Linked DNA regions of Gossypium hirsutum: regions 2 and 3 are each linked to region 1. The links are chromatin contacts, called in public Hi-C maps. All regions are on one chromosome and are shown on one strand. Each heading gives the region's core, a stretch centred on a gene start, on an enhancer-like site or on the middle of the called end of the contact. The rest is flanking DNA. Distances are from core to core; before and after follow the strand shown.

Region 1 (4,232 bases), core at 785-3,284:
TTGGTCTAATACGTTAGTCCTTGGCTCCTATATCCGAGACATCAAGCACTAGGTAGGTTTTTTTTGGCCAATGTGAATTTCAACATGTCTTTCGTACAGGTAACACAATGGCCGATTTGTTAGCAAAGGAAAGATTGAAGGCTGGGTTGGACTTTTACCTGTGTGGGTGTGTTCCTGATTTTGTACAGCGAACAATGGAGGCTGATCGCCGTGTTGTTTTGCGAGGTGATTGAAGGGGAAGTGGTGAGATCTAGAGGGCATGTTTCATTGGGGTTTCTTTGGTCCTTATAGGAGTGATTGGGGTTTTAGCTGACTTTCTGGTAGGTTTGGGACAACTCTGGTGCCACATCTGTGATTCTTGCATGTGGATTGACGGCTGAGTTTCTTTTTTGTTGGATTTTTGCGTGCTCTGGCTGGTTGGTCTCTTTCTCATTGGGACCTGTTGGCGTTTTAGCTGCCTCTATTGCCATCTAGTTGGCTATTGGAACTGCTTATCGTTTGTTTATTTAGGGTTTTGTTTCCAGAGTGGGCGTTTGTATTGGGCTTTTGTTTTGGTTTGCTTTGTTTGGTTTATTTTCTGTTGGTTTCACTTGTTGGACTTACTGTTTGTTTGTTTAAATGCAAGCCCAATTCCTTTTAAAAAAAAGTATGGTATTGTTTTTTTTTTAAGGGTGAACTACACAAATAGTCAATTAGCTATTAAAACTTTTTTATTTTAAGTATCCAAAATAAGAAGTTTGTAATTTAAGCACCCACGTTACATAGTTTAATAATTTGGTCACTCTTGTTAAAATCACAAATAGCAAGTTGACGTGACAGTTAAAAAATCGATATAATAACAAATTTAGTCCTCAACTTTTACATGTTATAGAAATTTAACCATAATTTTAAAAAAATTAATCCTTAAAATTTACAAATAATCTCAATTTGATCCTACTTCTAAAAAATAAAAATACATAAATATTTTTAAAAATATAATAATAAATTTAAATTTTATATTAATATTAGTATTAATATTAAATAAAACAAAAATTCTCCCATCCTCGTCCCTCTTCTCTCCTGCATCGGACCTCCCCCACCATTGTCCCTCCCATTTTTTAAGCAACCAAGAATGCCTCTTGAAGAATGTAACTTGGTTGCTATTAACATTCACTATACTCATTATCTCTATTTTTCTCTACCTATATTTTTTCTCTTCTCTGTTTCTTCTTAGAAAAAAGAAAAACAGAAAATAAGAGGCGAAAAAATCTCCCAGAAAAAGTTATTTCAATTCCATCTTTGAGAGACAAAATAAAAAGACTAACAACTTTTCATCGCCTTGAGTAGGGGTGAGGGGAAGGGAGACAAGGACGGTGGTGGGGGAGGTTTGAAGGGAGAGAGCAACGGGAGTGGGGGGATTTTTATTTTATTTAATATTAATATAATTATATTTATTTAATATTAATATAAATATTTATATAAAATATAAATTTATTATTATATTTTTCAAAAAAATATTTATGTATTTTTATATATTTCTTTAAATTTTTTAGAATTAGGATTAAATTGAGATAATTTATAAATTGAGAGTTAATTTTTTAAAATTATAACTAAATTAATATAATATGTAAAAATTTAAGAGCTAAATTTATTATTATATTGATTTTTGTAATTGCCATGTCAATTAATCGCTTATAATTGACCAAAATAATTAATATGAGTACTTAAATCATAATTTTTTATTTTATTTTGAGTACTTAAAATGAAGATGATGTATAATTTACAATTGTCAAAATAAAATAAACAAATTATTGCAATTTTCATGCAACTCGTAAAATGTTTGAGTTTACTAGCAAATCCAAATGTGGATACAAATATAAAAACTTGAATAAAAATAAGATGAGGTACCTAGTATGATGTTGATGTGAATATGAGAGAGGACGGAGTTGGACTGTTTTGGACCATTTTTAAATTGTATTTTCTCTTTTTCCGAATAGCAACCATTTTAAATTGTTAATTGAAATCTTAGGTAATAAAATTGATTTCAAGGCAAAGGTCAGAACCGTCAAATTCGCAGCAACCTAAGCAGACCAAATTCACGAAATTACAGCCCTAGATCTCGTAATTGCTCCAATTAATGGAAGGATCTCAAACACTTCATTTTGCATAGTTTTCAACTCAAAAACCAATTATTCGCCGGTCTCCTTTAAAAATTCAGAACAACTCATTAAATGGAATTAGAAGATGCCGCTTAAACTCAACGGAATATCACGTCCGCTCGAAACTCTGATCCAACGGTTGAAAGGGCCATCCGTACGGAATCGGATCGGGACTTGCTTGTCTTTTTAACGCCCGCGGGAAACAACAATTTGTTTATAAATACGTCAAAATGAAGCTGTTTTAGCTTTTTCCCCTTTTTTTATTTATGTATTTTTTTTTTCGTTTCAAAAAATTCAACGTTCGATCGTTATCTTAAGTCACTCGTGTACTCCATTGTTTCTTGTGAAATAGTTCCTTGTTTGCTTTTGTGTCTTGTTTTTTCCTTTTGAAACTAAAGTTTCAACCTTCCTGGTTTGGTGAGTACTGTAAATTCCAGATCTTTTTTTATTGTTTTGATTGAATGGACTTGGAAATGATCACCTATTTCTGGGTTTAATTCGTATTGTTTATTAGTGTTTTCTGAATTCTGGGTTTTTTTCTTTTTCATGTTTTTAGGTTGCTTAATGATAAAGTTCGGATTTTTTCTTTTTAATCCTTGTGTTTCTATGTTTGATCGGCTACATCAAGTTTTCATTTGAATCGACGTGTTTTTTTTTTTTTGGAAATTTTGAGTTTTGTGCTTTGTGGTTTCCATGGTTTTGTATATGTTATGAAATCGTGTGTATGAACTGTAAATTATATCCAGGCATAAGAGAAACCTTAAAGAATTAATTGTCGTTTTCGTCATTAAATTTTCAGTAGTTTATTCAGAAATGAAACCGTAAGTGGAGAGCATCTTAGAATTGGATCTAGATCAAAGTGTAAATAAAGAAAGTATTTTTATCTAATTTGACTTCGACAATTTTTTATTTATTATCTTTTAAGATGGTTGCTTTAGGATAGAATAGAATTGATTCCACCGGTAAATTTAGAGAGCTAACATTTTTATTCTGTGGTGCAATGAAAATCCACTAAAACAAACTTTTTTAATGTAGTCCTTTTTGTTGCCTTTATTACAAAGTTATTCTTATTTGGGGTTTTGTCTGAAATGAAAAGAATATCTTTCTCATAACTCCTTTTGGGTTTCTTTTTAGACAAGGTGGTCTTGATTCTTAACTCATTATCAATAGTGCTTACTTTTTTTAAAGATATATTTGAAGGAGAAGGTATCCTCAGATTGAAGAAAATAAATTGATACTTCATCATTTGTTTATTTACAGAATTTTTAGTATCTTTTTGCAATTAATTTTAATTATTTTGAATGAACTTTCACAAAGTATCATCAATACAAATATAGTTCATGTAGAACTTGGTGCTGTATAGACAATTGACTTAAATAGTTTGAAAAAACTAGAGCAAATAGATATGACTACTTAGCTTTCTAGGTTTCCATAACTTTCCACAAAGAAAATGTATTGCTGCAGTTTCTTAGTTTGATGCTTGCAGCAGAGCCTTTGCCCTGTGGTTTTCAGGGTAATTGCAGTTTTAGGATTTATTTCTTCATGCATGAATACGGATATCCAAATGCTTTTTTTTTTCTTTTTATGTGTGAACAAATATCTAATTAAGAATTGCTTGTACAGATGGTCAAGTGTTTGTTTGAAGTTGATGATTATGAATCAGCAAGATTCAGATTTCATGCATTGGGTTCTGGGGGGTGACCTGTTTTATCCTTCCGTATATAGTTATACAATACAGCATGATAATGGTGAAATGTATCATCACATGCATGATTTTAGAGGTCATACGGATACTCAAAGCAGCCAGATAGAGAATGATAAGGTCATTGCTGGTATCCTTCAGGAAGAGTTCTCACATCTCGATGTAGCAGAAGCTTCTCAATTTTCTCATGCTGATGAACAACAATTGCAAGCATCCAGTGGACCTCATGATTGGTATAGTCCATTAGCAACAAACTACAATTATTCAGGTGTCTAGAAGCTTTTCCTATCATGTTTATATCATTTTCATGGTATTTATAAGATTACCACTATTTGGAATTTATTTTGCCACAATGTGCAGCCTATGAATATGGCCAGGATGAATCTGATGTT
Region 2 (3,997 bases), core at 1,123-3,622, 140 kb after region 1:
CCTTTTATTGCTGATATTGTTGGCCTAAGTTTCTAATCCGTCGTCCATGTTAATGGCATAATTTTTTTTTTGTTGCTTTATTACCTGCTAATTTGCTTTACATGTAGGTGGGATCGAAATACCTTGATCACTTGATTGTTGAAAGGAAGTATATTGAGGCTGCATCCTTGTGTCCCAAATTGTTGCGAGGATCTGCTACAGCTTGGGAAAGGTACCGAAAGGCGTTATATGTAATTCTTTTCCTACATTTCTTGTTAATCTCTGGCATTCAATTGCTTTTGAAAGATGGGTATTTCATTTTGCTCATCTTCGTCAACTTCCTGTATATATACCAACTGAGAACACAAGGCTGCGTGACACTGCTTATGAGGTTTGTTTGGACAGCAACTGTGTGCAAATAGTCAAGTAGTCCTCCGCTTCGATGGTTTTTCCTATATGTCAGCTTGGATTTAAAACTTTTTTATTATGCTGTAGGTTGCACATGTGGCCCTGGCAACAAATCCAGCCTTTCATAAGGATCTAATACCGACTGTTAATTCTTGGCCACGTGTCATTTATTCTGTCTTATCTGCGATAGAGCCACAGATAAATACTTCATCGATGACTGATGCCCTTAAAACAGGTTTCTAAGGCAGTTTGTGAATATATGATATGATTTGTTAATATCTTATGGTGCGGGGTCGCGAAGTGAGGAGGGATAGAGATACGGGATGGTTTTTATATTGTAAATAAATTTAAAAAATATATTTTGAACTAGTTCTTAATTTTAATTAAAAGTTAAAAAAATCACTTCAGCAATCTGTTAGTAGATTAATCAAATTTTTAACAGTAGTGATCAATTTGAATAATTATCTTAACTAGAGTAACTAAATTGACAAGAATAAATTTTCAGTAACTAAAATAGGAACGATACTATTTTAGGGTAACTAGCGATGTAGTTTACCATGTATATCATTTCTCTATTCCATTCTCACTGAATACTTATTACATTTTTCTCTATTAAATTACATCAAACCAAACATATCGTAGTAGTTCTCTTATTACTATGGTTATCAATGTTTTCAAAACTAAATCAATAATTAAATCCATTCTATGGGTTCAATTGAATAAAGACTCATATACTAAAAAGGCTTTAAACTATTATACCTTGTTTAAACAAGCACTTTGTTATTTTTATAGTTAAATAAGCTGTTAATCGATAATTTTTACTCCTGAAAACTCTTGATTTTAATATTAAAGTAAAAATATTTTAAAATTTTAAGCTAATTTTCATTTTATATTGATGTGAATTTCATGAGAATAGTTTATTAATTAAAAATAAAATAAAATATTAAAATTTCTTGAAATTACATAATATAATCAATATTTTGAAAATTTTGATACTTTTTAAAATTTTATATTTTTAAAGTTGTAAAATTTCTATTGCATCAATAAGAAATTAAGAGACTAAAATTAAAAAAAAACTTTAATAATAAAATAAAAGGTATTATGGGTAAAAATCATAGCAAAATATTTATTTAACTACAAAAATAGTTTAAGGGTTTATTTAAACAAGGTGTAGTAGTTTAAGGGTTTATATTTTTTATAATTTTAATAAAATTTTAATATTTTTTTCTATATTTTTATAAAATTTTAATATTTTTTATAATTTTATTCATTTTTGTCATTTTTTTTCTATGTATTGTAATCACGCAGTGACACATGATATGTTAAATGAAGAAAGAAAAAAAAATAGGACCCTTTAACTTTAACAAATTGTAGCGATAAAAAGGACTTTTTTTTTAAATACATTTTGATAATTTAAATATCTAATTGAGAAGAATAAAAAAAAAGTAAAAATTTAATTATTTTTGTTTTGAAGTTTGAGCAGATTTTACATTCTTAAAACCAAAAGTTTTTTGAAAATAGAGAAATTTAGTTCAATTAATTTAACAGTTATGATTGGTTTAATTGGTTTGTTAATTAATTAATATAATCATTATTTTGAATTTATAGTTGTAACTGATTCCTAATTCAATTCATCCAAGTCATGGTGTGTGTAAAAGAAAAAAATAGGGATAGTTAAGTATGAACTCATAAATTAAATCAATCAAGTTTTTTTTGCTATAGTTGACCTGCAATTCAAACAATAAAAAACTTGAATTTAATAAAAACTTGCAGTAAAAAAAGTGAAATACGATTGTAATTTCAGTACTTTTGGAACTCTCTTGTACTTCTCCTTTGGGCCGATCACATTTTTCAATGAAATAAAGCTCAACCAAAACTAGACCATAAGTTGTGGGCCAGTAACTTGGGCTTTGTCAAAATCAAGTTCTGGCCTAAACTTGGATTCTGGGTCATTACAAGTTTCTTTTGTGAATCTGTTTTTATTGGGTCTGAAGCAAATCAAGGCCGAACCTCATCCATTTGAACCATTGATCATCGAATTTGAAGCGTGGAAGGGGAAGAATAGATTTTTTTCCTTAGCCGAGCTTGGCTTCTTCTTCTTTATCTGCAAAGTTCAAAGCTTTTGAACAAAGTAAAAATAAGGAACACATACCCAGAAGAACCAAACAAGCAATGTTTAAGGTTACATTGTAGATAAAACAAATAGTTACTTTTGCATCCATGGAAGCTTCAAGGAATTTGCTTTATTCTCCTCCAACAATTTCTCCAAGAACCCAACTCAAAAATTCTGTCTTTTCACCATCACCTTCTTCAGGTAACGTATATTTCTAGCATTAGAACATGTTTTCTTTTGATTCTTATCGTTAGTACAATACCCAGTTTTCATTTACATGTTTTGCCTTATTGGGTGTTTGAATTATATTCTTGTTAAATCAGCTTTCCTGGGATTTTCGTTGTGAAGCATTTTTGTTCCTTAAGGATCTTTGTATGATTATTATTGGCATTGGAAGGGAATTACAACTGGAAACTTACTGTTACTACAATGGTCAAATGCCTAAATTCAACTCTTTTAGCTTGCAGTCTTGTAAAGTTTTTGAATACATGTTGTCGTTTATGTACTTGTTTAGCTTCTAGGTTCCAAATAAAAATGTATATAGATAGATTAGAGAACTGCCTATAATGTGGTCATGCATGAAAGTATGTAGTTTACTCTCAAGTGCTTTCAGATAAGGTTCCTATGTTATTCAATGTACTATTATGCAGTTGCGTTGTTTCATCATGAGCAAGCGGTCCCTGCTGCGACTTCTATTCCGATTACTTCTGTAGCTAGGCATTTTCCTACATCAGTTCTCTCACAAGAGCAGCGGGATGACTATAGACCACTACCTGTCTTGCATTTACTTAAGGAAGATAAAGCGTACTCGGTGAGACTCCTGTTTTATCTTTGCACGACATATATCAAGATGTAAGCTAAACTTTTTATGTTTGCATAACGGTAAATGTTGTTTCCCTCTGGTTTTATTGATATATTTTCTCAAATATTATTTTGGCAACTCCTTACTTAGCATACCGCAGTTTACTTTATTACAGAGAGAGACAGACAAGCTGCAGATTGGGAATGGGCCAACACTTCAAGAAGAGAAGGCATCTGACAACATTGGCCAGCAGGAATTTGAACAGCAGTTGCTCCAGTGGCCTGATTTAAGGCAATTGTAAACAAGCTAATTCTGATTTATTGCTTCGTTTGTTAAAACAGTTGTGAGTGTAGATCTTTCCCCATTGAATTGCATCCTCATGTTTCTTTTTCCCCATCACAGATTGGCACTCTTGGAATTAGGGGAAAATCCATCATCTTCCTTGAATATGCTGTCTGTTGCAGCTGATACCGAGACCATGACTTTTGAACCAAGTAATGTAGTTGCCCTTGCTAAGAAAGCATTGTCAGCTTCTAAAAAAGCTGCATCATTGGCTGAGGGCCTCGAATTAGAACTTGATGATTCACTTTCTAATAGGTTAATCTCTGTCTTGTCTTAGTAGCTGGACAAGTGTTCTCAGATAATCTGTTGACTGCTGATACCTAATGCTATTGCAGCTTGGGGTCTGTTGATTC
Region 3 (4,206 bases), core at 1,102-3,601, 160 kb before region 1:
CCGATTCCGAAAACAGTGGATTTCCAGGCTTAACCATTGATGATGGAATAACAGAAAAAGAAAAACTTCAGCAAAAGATCGAATAATAAATTAAAAAAGATTAGATTGTCAACTATTCTCTATTACAACTTTTTTATTGAACCCTCCTTTCCTTTGTTCAAGTAGCAAATTTTGGCTTTAAACCATGCATTGAAGGATCACAAACTCCCTTGAGAAATTGCAGTTAAGAAAATGAAAGAGATAATCTAGTAGTTGTATGTACCACTCCTGTAACCTATCATATCTTTTGGGCTCCTTGATCTCCTACAGAATCCCCGGAGGTTGCTAAGCCTCGAATCTTAACATCATAATAGACCTCTTCAACTCTTCTTAGGTCGTACTTCATACCTAAAATAATGAGAAAGCATTTCAAAAACTCAGTCTTCGATAAGAAGTTGCTTAAAACACCGGATTCTCAAAGCACTGGATAAGATTAAGCTTACTATCAAACTTCTTGCGCAGGAAATCATTACGGAGATTAAGCATGCGAAAGGCCGCATGAAGATCTGTCAAGAACTTCAACACCTTTCTTGGACAATCATAGTCACCAGCTGTCACTTGATTCACCACATATCTCGGCTGTTAAAACGAAGAGAAATGCATGTTATGTTAAGCCTTGTTGCCACATTTCCCAATGCAGTATTTCACCAGTTGTTCAAAACCATAATGTTCCATTTGGAATTATCACATTCCAACAAGTCTTTTCTAACTTGCAGTCTCATTAAACATCTGAATAAAAAATACACGAAAACAATAGACTAGGAAGAACGCATTTGTCAATTTGAAAAGCCCGGGAAAGCAAGTTTCTGACATATTTCTTACCATTTCATTTGACATGAAACAAACACCTGCAAGAGATCAAAAAGATTCCCAGATCAGTATATTCAATTGGCAGAAAAATAATAACCCTCAAATTCAGATGCAAAGTAATAGACATTGCATGTTTCTTGCACATATAGGGAGAAAAACCATAAAAACTGAAGAATGACAATAATCAGAAAAGGTGATTAATCAACAATGCTTCATTTAGTTCATCCAAAAATACAAACAGCATATATGATAGGTGAATCTCTTAAAAATATTTTAACACAAGTATCAATTGGTCTGACGAGACAGTCCTCATTTGAATAAGATGAACCAAAAAAATGGAAAACTGAAGTTCAGTTAACTACCCTGGCCATTTTAATAAAGAAAAAGACTCTAATGCATTAGAATGTACAAAGAATTTCATCCTGCCTATTGATGTGGTCAATCACATTTACTTGCCATTCAATAACTAGAATACTTCAGGCTAGCTAAAGAAAATTGAATCTTTAAAAGATTAGAGAAAAAAATAGTACGGAACAAACGGTTCAATCCATGAGAGTATAGAACTCTTCAATTAGAGAAGCTTTCAGCACATACCAACAAGATAATCCTCCAGGTCTAAAGCAAAATCCGAATTGTTCACTGCCAAAACAACCAACTTTCTCATTTGTCTTCATTAGCAAATACAAAAATTACTCGTAAAACCGAATAAATATTCATTACTGAAACATACATCCAAGTTTTTCCTCAGCTTCAGTATGCATAAGCAGATTTCCAGTTTCCAACCAATGCATAAAGGCAAGCAAAGAAACTACCATTTGAGTTTCACTCCTCCAATCCCCATGATACCTAAACACAGTAACACACCCGAACACCACATCAAGAACACAAAAATTTCTACTAAAATAAAATTTGAAATTAACCAAAATCTCCAATGAATCTCACCTGTAATATTGTCCAGGGCATTCCCTAACAACTTCAGCAAGTTTATTGTAAAGACCCTTTAGTACGTTAATCTGAGAATTTGCCTTCTGCAAAACCTCTGTTGATATAAACATATGCGTAAAAATTATAAAATAGGTAATATTCCAAAAACCATATAATTTGAAGAAGCAAAAGAAGAATGTTACCGGGAATTGGTTTAGATTGGTGAACGAGGAGGAGGCTAGCTTGCATGAGCCTAGTCGCCGACTCCATTTCCAGAACGACGGCGCGTATGCGTTCCCGTAAGCTGCCAGAATCTTCAAGCTGGACTCGGAACTTCTCGAACTGTTTCTCCAGAGAAGGAGAGGTTTGCGGCGAGTCGTAATCACCGCCGGCCATGAGAGTGGCGCAGAGAGGGGAACGAAAGGGATGGTTTCTGGAAAGGACAGAGGGAAGCGAAGGAAAAGTGGAAATGAAGGGAGCAATTTGAAGAAGTGAGGGGTTAGGGTTTAAGGAGTAGCGAGAGAGAGTGAAGTAGTAAGCGTTCCGTAACGCTGATTTCATAATTTGAAATTTGTTCACTTTATTTTATCATTTTATGTTTTTTATATATGTGCAGTGCGGTGTATTCCACACCCTCCCATTCAACTTTCGCACTGAAAATCAAATCAATTTCTGATCATTCGATCAATCAGTGATGATAAAGTCGGTCCATTTTGTTAAATAAATATTCTAATATTAAATACACTTGAATAAGTAAAGTGAAAAATTTTATTTTTAATAGGGGTGAGCGTTAAATCTGATCGAATTGAATGGAAAAAGTTGAGTTAATTGAGTTGATGAATCCTATTTTATCATCCTAATTTGATTTAAATTTTTTTCGAATCGAATCGAGTAAGATGGAATTCGAATCAAATCAAATAGTAAATTAAAAAAATAAATTTGTCCACCGTAATGCTATTAACTTCCATCCATCCGTAATTTATTTATTAGTCTTTTATATACTTGTCAGCTATTTTGATTATTTAGTTATTTCAATTATCTTCTGATAAATTATTTTAAAGATAAAATATGAAATTGATACAAACATAAAATATTTAACATGAATATTTTATGGCATTATTAATAATTCAATTTTAACATATTAATAAAGATTCATCATGATTAAACAATTCAATAAATAAATAGTACAAAATGTGAAATTTAATTCAATAACATAAATAGTAGATATAAATTCGAAAAAAAAATTTAGGGTTTAAAAGAAAGCAAAAGGAAAAAAGATAGGGATTTGGAGAAGTAAAAGTTTTGGAGAGAAAGTAAAAGAAAAAAATAGTTCAGGGGTTTGGGAAAAGTAATTTTTTATGGGGAAAAAAATTTCAGGGGTTGAGGAAAAATAAAAGGGTTTGAGTGGGGGCGGGGGAAGGGAGTAAAACGGTTTAGTATTTGGCTTATTCGAATTAAAAAATTTAATTTGATTTAAACTTGAAATTCGAAAAAAAATTAAGTTGATTCAATTAACTCAATTAATTCAATTCGAATAATTCGAATTTTTTTTCAATTTTTTTAATCGAATCGAATTTTACTCACCTTTAGTTTTTATCATACCACAAAAGGAAATCCATCAAAGATTAAGGCATTTGCACCTCTAATGAATAAACCATCGCTGCCACGGCCCCCAGGCAAATGTAGCATTTGCTTATCAAAGGAAGCATCTAATAACACTATACAGAGGCGGGCTCCATGAAGTAGTCGAATATTCAAGGCGCTGATTGGGACAAAGCATTCTCCTCAGTCTTTAGAGACTCAAAAAATCCTCCAAGCATCACTCCAAATTTGTATGGGGTCAGTATTAATGCTTTCAGACATCCATAAATTCCAACTCTATATTTCTCAACATACCCAAGCTGTCATACTTGTGGTCGAAGAAGACCCAAAATTTAGAAATTGCTCATTTGTCTCAATCCACCAGTTAAAAAAGCTAGAGAAATCAATATTTGTAGGACCATAGTGAAGCGAAGATGCGGTTTTTGTAGGATCATAGTGAAGCGAAGATGCTCTCCAAACCGCTTTTACAATTCGACAGCCAAACAAAATATGCTCAAGAGATTCAACCTCATCATTGTATCTTGGACACTTGTTTGACAAAGCTCGATAACATTATTACAAGTTCTCTGTATGAAATTCTTAACTCTTAAGGTACCTTGAATTTTCCATATCGAGTTCCAAATTGAGCTTTGTCTATTACTTCTCGAATAAGTACCACCTGCTTCATTTATATGCTTTAGCTACCTTGAAAGATTATACCCATATTTAACTATGTATTTGTCATCTTTGGTAAAGTGCCAAACAATCTTGTCAACTATAATGAATAGTCTTATAGGGATAGCTCTAATGGCTTTCACTTCATGCTCTAGAAATAAAGAAAGAAGCATGTCA

What was found. Hi-C and Micro-C count contacts between places; a contact is called where the count stands out from the background.
Region 2: a Hi-C map of leaf shows a contact between it and region 1, with 2.7 times the contacts expected there. The contact joins the promoter of LOC107948374 here to the promoter of LOC107948373 in region 1. A contact is called at or near these places in 8 of 34 Hi-C or Micro-C datasets (callus, leaf and petal).
Region 3: a Hi-C map of leaf shows a contact between it and region 1, with 2.2 times the contacts expected there. The contact joins the promoter of LOC107948371 here to the promoter of LOC107948373 in region 1. A contact is called at or near these places in 15 of 34 Hi-C or Micro-C datasets (anther, callus, hypocotyl and 3 more).

The regions. Positions count from the first base shown.
Region 1 is chrA04:66,257,811-66,262,042 of Gossypium_hirsutum_v2.1, reverse strand. It overlaps LOC107948373 (OVARIAN TUMOR DOMAIN-containing deubiquitinating enzyme 12), which reads left to right and starts at 2,034. Exons shown (of 10, transcript XM_016882887.2): 1 at 2,034-4,108; 2 at 4,201-4,232. The coding sequence starts at 3,685.
Region 2 is chrA04:66,123,083-66,127,079 of Gossypium_hirsutum_v2.1, reverse strand. It overlaps LOC107948374 (RNA polymerase sigma factor sigF, chloroplastic), which reads left to right and starts at 2,372. Exons shown (of 8, transcript XM_016882897.2): 1 at 2,372-2,701; 2 at 3,151-3,311; 3 at 3,478-3,593; 4 at 3,705-3,899; 5 at 3,980-3,997. The coding sequence starts at 2,608.
Region 3 is chrA04:66,421,006-66,425,211 of Gossypium_hirsutum_v2.1, reverse strand. LOC107948371 (translin) reads right to left here and starts at 2,351. Exons shown (of 7, transcript XM_016882883.2): 1 at 1,977-2,351; 2 at 1,792-1,888; 3 at 1,580-1,695; 4 at 1,444-1,488; 5 at 862-887; 6 at 483-618; 7 at 67-387. The coding sequence starts at 2,334. The coding sequence ends at 278.